Regions from separate parts of the Zea mays genome. Here region 2 is linked to region 1. Evidence: chromatin contacts called from public Hi-C data. All regions are on one chromosome and are shown on one strand. The core of a region is the stretch at or near the end of the contact, and the rest is flanking DNA. Distances in the headings are between cores, read along the strand shown.

Region 1 (3,926 bases), core at 622-3,121:
GCGGCTGCGCGGCTGTGGCAGATTGACGCCGGCGGCGGCGTGGCTTCATCACTGATCGGCGCGGCGGTCTGTGCCTGCTCTCCTCGATCGCAACGCATTTCGGCGAGGTCCAGAACACCCACCGTTCCATTACGGATCAGGAACACGTACGGGCGGGATGAACACTGCTCTCCTCATGCTGCAGTCGTCCATCCGGCAGCCACGGCCACCGCCCGCCCGTAATCAATTAGCTAGCGACGCATCGGCCGCTGCTTGCTGGTGCGTGCAATGCACGTACGTGTGGGTATGTAGTTGTACTAATAGTCTACTAGTACGACTAGGGTGTGCGCGCGCGCGTGCAGGTGCAGTGTGCACGGAGCGGGTCCAGCCACCGCCGCAGCGGTACGGAACGCCCCCGCCGGCCAAACGGAGCTAGAAGAGGCGCCAACGTACAGCTAGCAGCACCTGCACCGGCACCATAGGTAGGCATGCACTAGCTAGGCGGCACGTGGTCCAAACACGCCGCACGACACGAATCGATGTCTTTAGACGATGACGATCGACGGCGAGCCACACACACACACAGGCACGCCAATTGGCGACGCACCTACCACTCCCCACGGCCCACGGTGCCATTTAAAGCCTGTCAGTGTCACTACACGCACGTACTCCTACCAAAAGATCGGGTTGCTTCGCGCGTCGCGCGTGGACAGGATTACTACTAATTAAGACCGTGGCCTACATACACTGACCCTGACGACTCTATTACTAGTATGTCTATTGCCAATCATTAGCGCACCGCAGATGAATTCAAATGCACGCACCGGCCGGCAGGTGATGGAAACCGACGTACTATGTACACTGTGTGCCCCTTCACTAGTACTACTACGAGCAATTGTACGTTAGTATTACACTAAGCTAAACAGTGCTCGACCATCATGACCAACCTGGATCGGCTAAGATTAAATGGATATGGATTGGGATTGCACGTGCCGGATAACATCATGGGTCTGAGCATATTAATTAGTAAGCTTTCGACTTACCACTACATGGTACTGCTCTTAATTTATTCTAAAATACGTATAGGTCATGTTTTTCTTATTTCAGAGATAAAATACGTACGGTTTAGTGGTATAAAACAGCGATCGGCTGATCACGTGTGTCGCCACTGGCCCCATGCCCCCATCCAATCCTATATGAAGAACTACTGCTGATATTTCTGGTGCATGCATGCACTGGTCCGAGAAATTCAAGTGAAGACAAATACATTAACTTTACGCATGCAGTGGCCCCAACCGATGAGTTCAGCAGCATCACATTGGATGCCGGCGGCGGTCTCAGTGATCAAAAACTGAACGCTATCAGCAGACGAAGAGTAGATTTATTCAAGACTAGAGAGCACACGCGCGAGCAGCAGCAGTGCGTAATGTATGTGTGAGGGAATATTCTGAACAAGCTGTTATCAGTCAATCATACACCAGAGACCAGCAGTCCAGCACACGCTAAACTCGATCCACTGGCGCATGCATGCATGGTGCGGAGTAATGGAGACAGTGCGGTGCAAGTGGCGAGTGCCGGCCTTGATGGTGAGATAAGGATGCCAAGGTTGGACGCCATGATTTGAGAGGCAGCACCAGCAGCACCATGGCTGTCTTCTCGTTTCCCATGTATCTTTCTCACCCGACGTGTAGTAAGGCTCTTGCTGGGCCGAACGAGGAGGGAGGGGAGAGGAGGGGCCACCGCCACAATGCCCACCCGTCATATCTACTAGTGGGAGTGGGGCACTAGTGGGAGGCTCGACGGCGACCGGGGGTCCCTGGTACTGCACGGCTCCGGCGCCCGCGGGCGCGCGTGTGGGGGGTTGAAGAAAGAGCCGAGATCAGGGGCGGAACTGCAGGGAATCATTGTGCTGGCTGGCTGATGCGTGCCCGCCCCTCCCCCGGCCGGTGCGTGGACGGCGACACGTACGCCGTGCTAGTGTCGCCGTCGACCGTCGCGGTCCGCACGGTGGGCCGGGTCGATACGACCGGTTGGTGGTGGACGTGGACGTGGACGCCCTCTCCAGTCCACGGCTGTGCGTGCCTCCGCCGGAGGGCCTCCATCCACCACAGTTCGGAAACAAGAAGGGCCGATAGAGAGCGGTGTGGCCGTCCGTCTGCTGCAGATGGAGACGGAGAATCACATCATCGTTGGGCTGGGCGCTGGTTTCCACTCGACGCGGCGGGGCCTGACAGTGGAAACATGCAATGAATGCACTCACATGCCGCAATAGCTACACCACGCGCACGCAGTAGTGAAACCTCGTCCGTCCCTAATCACATATTCACAGTAGTAGTGAATCCTTGGCTGCTGCTGCTGCCGGTGCCGGTGCACTACTGCGCAGCATATGCACTCGCAGCAGCAGTAGTAGAAGAAGAAGTCGTCTGCATGCATGTCGGTAGCGCCCGCCCTCGCACCTGCTTAGTTCCTGTCCTGTGCACGCAAGGCGTGCGTGCTGCGACGACGACCACTACCAGGACGGCCTGCACTGCACTGCACTGCGTGTTTCTCCCCTTCTATCGTGCAAAGTCAGCAACCGTGCAGCACAACAACAACAACAAAAAATTAAACAAGTACGCACTGCTGGTCACTACTGTTGTTACTGACGCTCTGTACGTGGCATGGCCCCCATGCATGCGTCTTACAATCAATGCGTGTGCTTCTTCGACGTTTCGATCCGGTCCCTCTGCTTCTTCGGCCTTCCGGCAGGCAAGGCATGCGTACGGTCCAGATCTACTGAATGCAGTGCAGCAGCCATGGTCCAGAGAGCCCTGATATGTCACACCTTCACCATGACCGTGCATCCAAGCAGTTATACTCCGTCCGTCATCTTCAATGCCTTTTTTTTTGTTTTGTTTTTTTGCCATCCATCTAATCTATTTTCGATACCAGAACTTGCATGGGAAGATGCAACCAAGTTGACATTTAGTTCACATATTTGTAACTTAAAGGTTCACTGACAACGTTAAATCATATTTGTTTAAATTCAATCGTTGTTAGATATCACATTAGAAATTGATACCGATCTATTGAAACTTGTTGCCGCCGGTGTGTGAAATTATTATCATTTACGTTATATTTGGTGAACCAAACACCACCCAAAAAGTGTTGCGTACGTTGCCATCGGTCGCACCTCTTGTATATCTATCTATAGGCAGAAGAAGAAGAAAAATATGATTTCTCGTACGTTACGTTGTGCATGAATTGACCTCTCGTATGGTTCCATTCCGTCGATCCAGTGCGCCCATTTTCTGCCAGTGAGAGCTAGATGACCGGGGCGGCCGGGGGATGGCTGTTGCCTGTTGCAAGTGGGAGTAGTAGTAGGTAGGTACACTAGTCAAGCCTGGGTTGACCTTGATACAGTAGAGTCTCACGAACAGTGTCCAAGAAACGTACCCCCCTAGTACGTACAGATGACCAGGCTCGTCACCGTGCGCGCGCGTACAATACAATGCGTGCACACGAGAGATCGATCGCGCATTCGCGCGGCAGAAAGGAGACCTACGCTGCTGCTGAGATGCTGGAAGGAGCAACGCGTTGCAGACTGCAGTTCGCAAGCAAGCAGGTGCACGCACGGCTACTACGTTGCTAGCCGTTTCGCGAGTCAGACTTAACAACATATACGAGGAGCATAGCAGGCTAGCTGGTTTGTTTGTGCGTGAGACAGTGCGGACGAGTTGTTTAGCTCTCACGTGCGACGCGATGAGAGTGGGGCCAATCGTCTCGCCTCGCTAGGCAAGGTTGTCGGCCGTCTGTCAGGTGTGTCCGGATCTCTTTACCGGTTGCTGTGTAGCCTGGCCAGCTAAGGATTTTACTACAGAGCATTTAGGGCTTTATTAGGCCCCTGTTGGGTACAGATTCTCCAGCAGATGGTTTGGTATAATTTTTTTCACTAATAAATAGGGCGT
Region 2 (3,926 bases), core at 1,054-3,553, 48 kb after region 1:
TATAGTAGTCGTCGAACGCGCGCGACATGACGAGAGTACCGATGACTCTTGGTTGGGCTGCCAAACGAAGTGCACCCCGGGCTCATCGGCGAGGTAGTACCCCTGGCTGTTGCACCACTGGATACGCTACTCCACTAACATACATCATGTTCGAGGATACTCACACAACGTCAGCAACGTCCATCATCTCAGCGTACAAGAATTCATGTCCGGTCAGTAGCGACTTACGTGGCAGGCTGGGCTTCAGGTGGACGATGAGCTGGACGGCGTGATGGCGTCGTCGTCGGATGCGGTGTCTAGAACAACCTGAGAGTCGTTGACGTTGCCTACAACCATGAAGCCCCTTGCTTAACGATGGACAACGCGGTGCAGCTGCTCTGTACCGCGTCCAAGCGGCGGCTTCGCGGGAGCTTGTCGTACACAGCGGCGCATGCGACCATGTAGGACTCCTTCTAGAGGTCGAACTGACAGTCGCCAAACTTCTTCTCGTCATCGATGAGCGACGCCAACGTGAGTGCCTCCTGCTCATGATGTTTGTTCGGGGTTTAATGTAAGAACATGGATTCATGCTTGGCGTTGGTTTATGAAAATGACTCACAAGTCTGATCCATGGAAAAAATATTACGAAGAAAAAATATCACGCATGTAAAAAGGGAATTTAAGAATAAAACATTATTCAAATAAAAGAAATTGCATGTAAAGCTCTTCTTTAAATAATATTACCTCCATCCAAAAATATAATTCAAGAATCTCGGTGATACTTATTTACTACTATGCATTGTGCAAGGGTAGTAAGTGAGCTTGGTGAGAGATGTAGTAGATGTGTTTCCTGTCATAAATATAGACATAAACACACATGTGGTGTAGCGGTAGCTACTCTTGGCCTTTGCTTGAGAGGTCACGGGTTCAAATCCCCTTGAGGACATGTGTGTTTTTTTAATTTTAGCTAGACGTGAGTTGTACGGAGGAATGAGAATAGGAATAGGCTTTGCAGGGAGGGGGGAATGAGAATGACAGAACAAAACAGGAATGGTGGCAGAACACGGAATGACCGACTACTCTTGCAGCCTTAATAAGTAGTAGAGATTTACATCCAATCTAAGACCAACTCCAACTTTTTTTAAAAAAAGATACACCTACATACTATGCATGTCTAATCGTTTCCCTTATACAATATAACTCATTTGTTTAATATTCTGTGATCAGTTTTAAAATTTTAAAAAGCATATAACATGTAGTATCCTAATACACATTATTATCGGGTTATAAAGACTAAACATGGTCAACATAGCAAATAAATAAGTAAATGACATAATTAATATATAGAGATGAACAATACTCCCCACTATATATGAAGTCGGTGGGGAGCAGTTGTAGAGTTTCAACCCCAAACCACATCGGACGTGGGGTAGAACACGATTCCAGGACAGCGTTGGAAACCGTCTCAAGTAGTATCACTGAAGATTCGATTATAAGATAATCGCCATAATTTAGAATTTTACATTATAGCTGGATTGGAGTATTTTTTGTAGTACTAGCTGTCGGGATTGTTTGCATTGTAGGTTTTCCGTAGCAGTTTGAAAGAAATCCAATTCCTATGTTTGGTTTACATCACTTGTGTTTATTAGAACGGAAGAACATAGTTTTCCTTTCGTGTATAAAATGGAGGAGTAAGGGTATGTTTGGATCGTAGCCTCAGTTGCCACACTTTGCCTAACTTTTCTGCCTAAGGTTAGTTCTTCAATTCGAACGACTAACCTTAGGCAAAGTGTGGCATAGTTAGCCACGAACCAAACAGGCCCTAAAACATCTACTTTATGCTCTTGGAAAGTTGCCACACGTTTAAATGAAGGGATGAACAAGTGCTTATTCACTCGAATGAAGGAATCACCATATGGTTATATTCCTATGTTCCAAACACCAATTTCTACAAGATTCATGAGTGAACAAGTAGCATCCTATGTTTCAATCGTCACTTTTTTTTACCTACACTCGTTTTCTATTTCCCCCCTTTTTATCAGTTTTGTATTGTATTCCTTCTCTCCAAATAAGTCCTTAGAGCAGTGATGAAAATTAAAATAAAATCAACGTACTCGTACTGTGTTGACCAGCATAATAGATGACACAGGAGTAGTACACGTCCTTTTCCCCATTGCTAACCGTAACACATGCTTCGTTGCACGACTCGTAGAAAAGTTACATAAAAGAAGTGAAAAAAGGGCCCGTAGAGCAAGTGAGGCCTGGACGGACGACGAGACGAACCAAGGCTATAAAGGCAGCGGAGGGCTTAACCACCCGCCCCACTCTCTCTCTCTCTCTCTCTGAACTGGCATTTGGGCCATCGATCACTGGTAACGCGCCCGCTCACTCACTCGCATCACACTCCGTAACTCCCCGACCCCCGCGCGCATGGGCGATCCCCGGGCCCGCACGTCCACCGTCGCCGCCGGCGAGCTGCGGCCGCCGGAGCCGCCGCTCGACCCGCTCGAGTTCCTCTCCCGCTCCTGGAGCGCCTCGGGGCGCGCGTTCGCGCCACCGCCGCCGACGCCGCCGCCGGCCGCGCACGCGCTCGCGGCCAGCCCCATCGCGGAGGACCCCTCGTGCGAGTTTGACGACGGGGTCGCCGCCGCCGCCGCCGCCTCCGGGAGCTCCTTCTCCTTCGCCTCCGCGGCCACGTCGCAGCTCATCATGGAGCGGATCCTCGCGCAGTCCGTGAGAGCCTCGACCCGACCTGTTCCTTCTCCCTCTACTCCGATCCATCTCGCTTTTTTTTTCTTTCGTCCTCCTCAAAATCGCACTTACTAGTTTCTTCTTTTTTTTTAAAAAAAAAGAAAGAGAAGCCGAATCTGTTGGCAACACCAACACCAGTGCGCCATTAAATAAAAAACAGTGTGCTTTGGTCGTTTTTTATTTGCCGATTCGGGATCTTTTTGTTGCCTGGCTGCATTTTACTTGGTTGGCTCCATCGTTTGTGTAGAAACCGCTCGATTTCATCATCTGCCTGTACAGTTTTTTGCCAAATCAGCCAGCTCTCCTACTGGTTTCACTCTGACCTCGGGTTGGGACAAGGAGAAGCTGCCAAACGAGAGATTTGTTCTCCTGCCATGTCCGGAACACCCAGATATAATCCCCACCTTTCTTTCTACTTAAGTGAACTACGCAGCTTAGCCGCCATTAATGGTCAAGGCTCGGCTCTTCCATTAAGCACCATCAATTCCTCGCGCGACAAGCATGCCTTTTCCCTCCGAGAAACTTGATTTCAGTTGTGTTTTTTTTGTGTGTTCCTGCTAACCTTACTGCACCTCTCTCTGAATCCCGGTTCCTGATGTCTGAACCACGCACTCTTGCTGTGCGTTCCAACCCTGCAGCAGGAAGTGGCGCCGCTCACCTCCGGCCGGCTCTCGCACAGCAGCGGCCCACTCAACGGCGGCGGCTCTCTCTCCGACAGCCCGCCGGTCTCGCCGGAGATCGATGACGCAAAGGTCAGTTCTTGCCTCGCCACCTTCACGTGCCTCGGGGATACTACTTGTCGCACGTACAGCTTCTCTGCAATTTTTTTGTCTGGCAGTAACCTGCAGTTTCTTACGCGGTACTTGTTTGGCTCACTTGCCGCTGTTGAGTGAGCCGTACTAGCTAGACGCCATTACATTAGCTGTTTCAACGCTGTCGCCGTTAGATTAGGTGTTTTAACTGCGTTGCTAGAGTAATCAGGGATTCAGGGGGGAGATAATCCAAGGCAGTACGGCACTGTTTTGTTTTACTGCCGGGTTCTAGTGGACGCACTGTTGCTGTGTTCGTGGTGTATGCTTTGTTTCCAAGGCAGGGGAAATGATGTCTTTGTGCTCCGTGGTTCTCGCCCTCCTTGACAGAAATGATATAACAAAAAAGAATGAAAAGATTCCAGACCAAGTTTTTGTTTAATCATT

The links. Hi-C and Micro-C count contacts between places; a contact is called where the count stands out from the background.
Region 2: a contact with region 1 is called in a Hi-C map of ear, with 2.8 times the contacts expected there. The contact joins the promoter of LOC100278869 here to the enhancer-like site in region 1. A contact is called at or near these places in 22 of 25 Hi-C or Micro-C datasets (bundle sheath, ear, endosperm and 6 more) and 3 of 3 datasets of contacts at active chromatin or transcription factors (leaf, seedling and shoot).

The regions. Positions count from the first base shown.
Region 1 is chr1:259,351,435-259,355,360 of Zm-B73-REFERENCE-NAM-5.0, forward strand. No RefSeq gene overlaps it. Among protein-coding and RNA genes, the nearest start is that of LOC100281119, 16 kb to the left of the region's middle. Within about 2 kb of position 1,872, at least 15 of the 20 cell types and tissues checked have an H3K27ac peak or open chromatin away from gene starts, as enhancers often do. A contact at or near this core is called in bundle sheath, ear, leaf and 4 more, where this site is marked.
Region 2 is chr1:259,398,525-259,402,450 of Zm-B73-REFERENCE-NAM-5.0, forward strand. It overlaps LOC100278869, which reads left to right and starts at 2,304. Exons shown (of 7, transcript NM_001152005.2): 1 at 2,304-2,712; 2 at 3,369-3,482. The coding sequence starts at 2,410.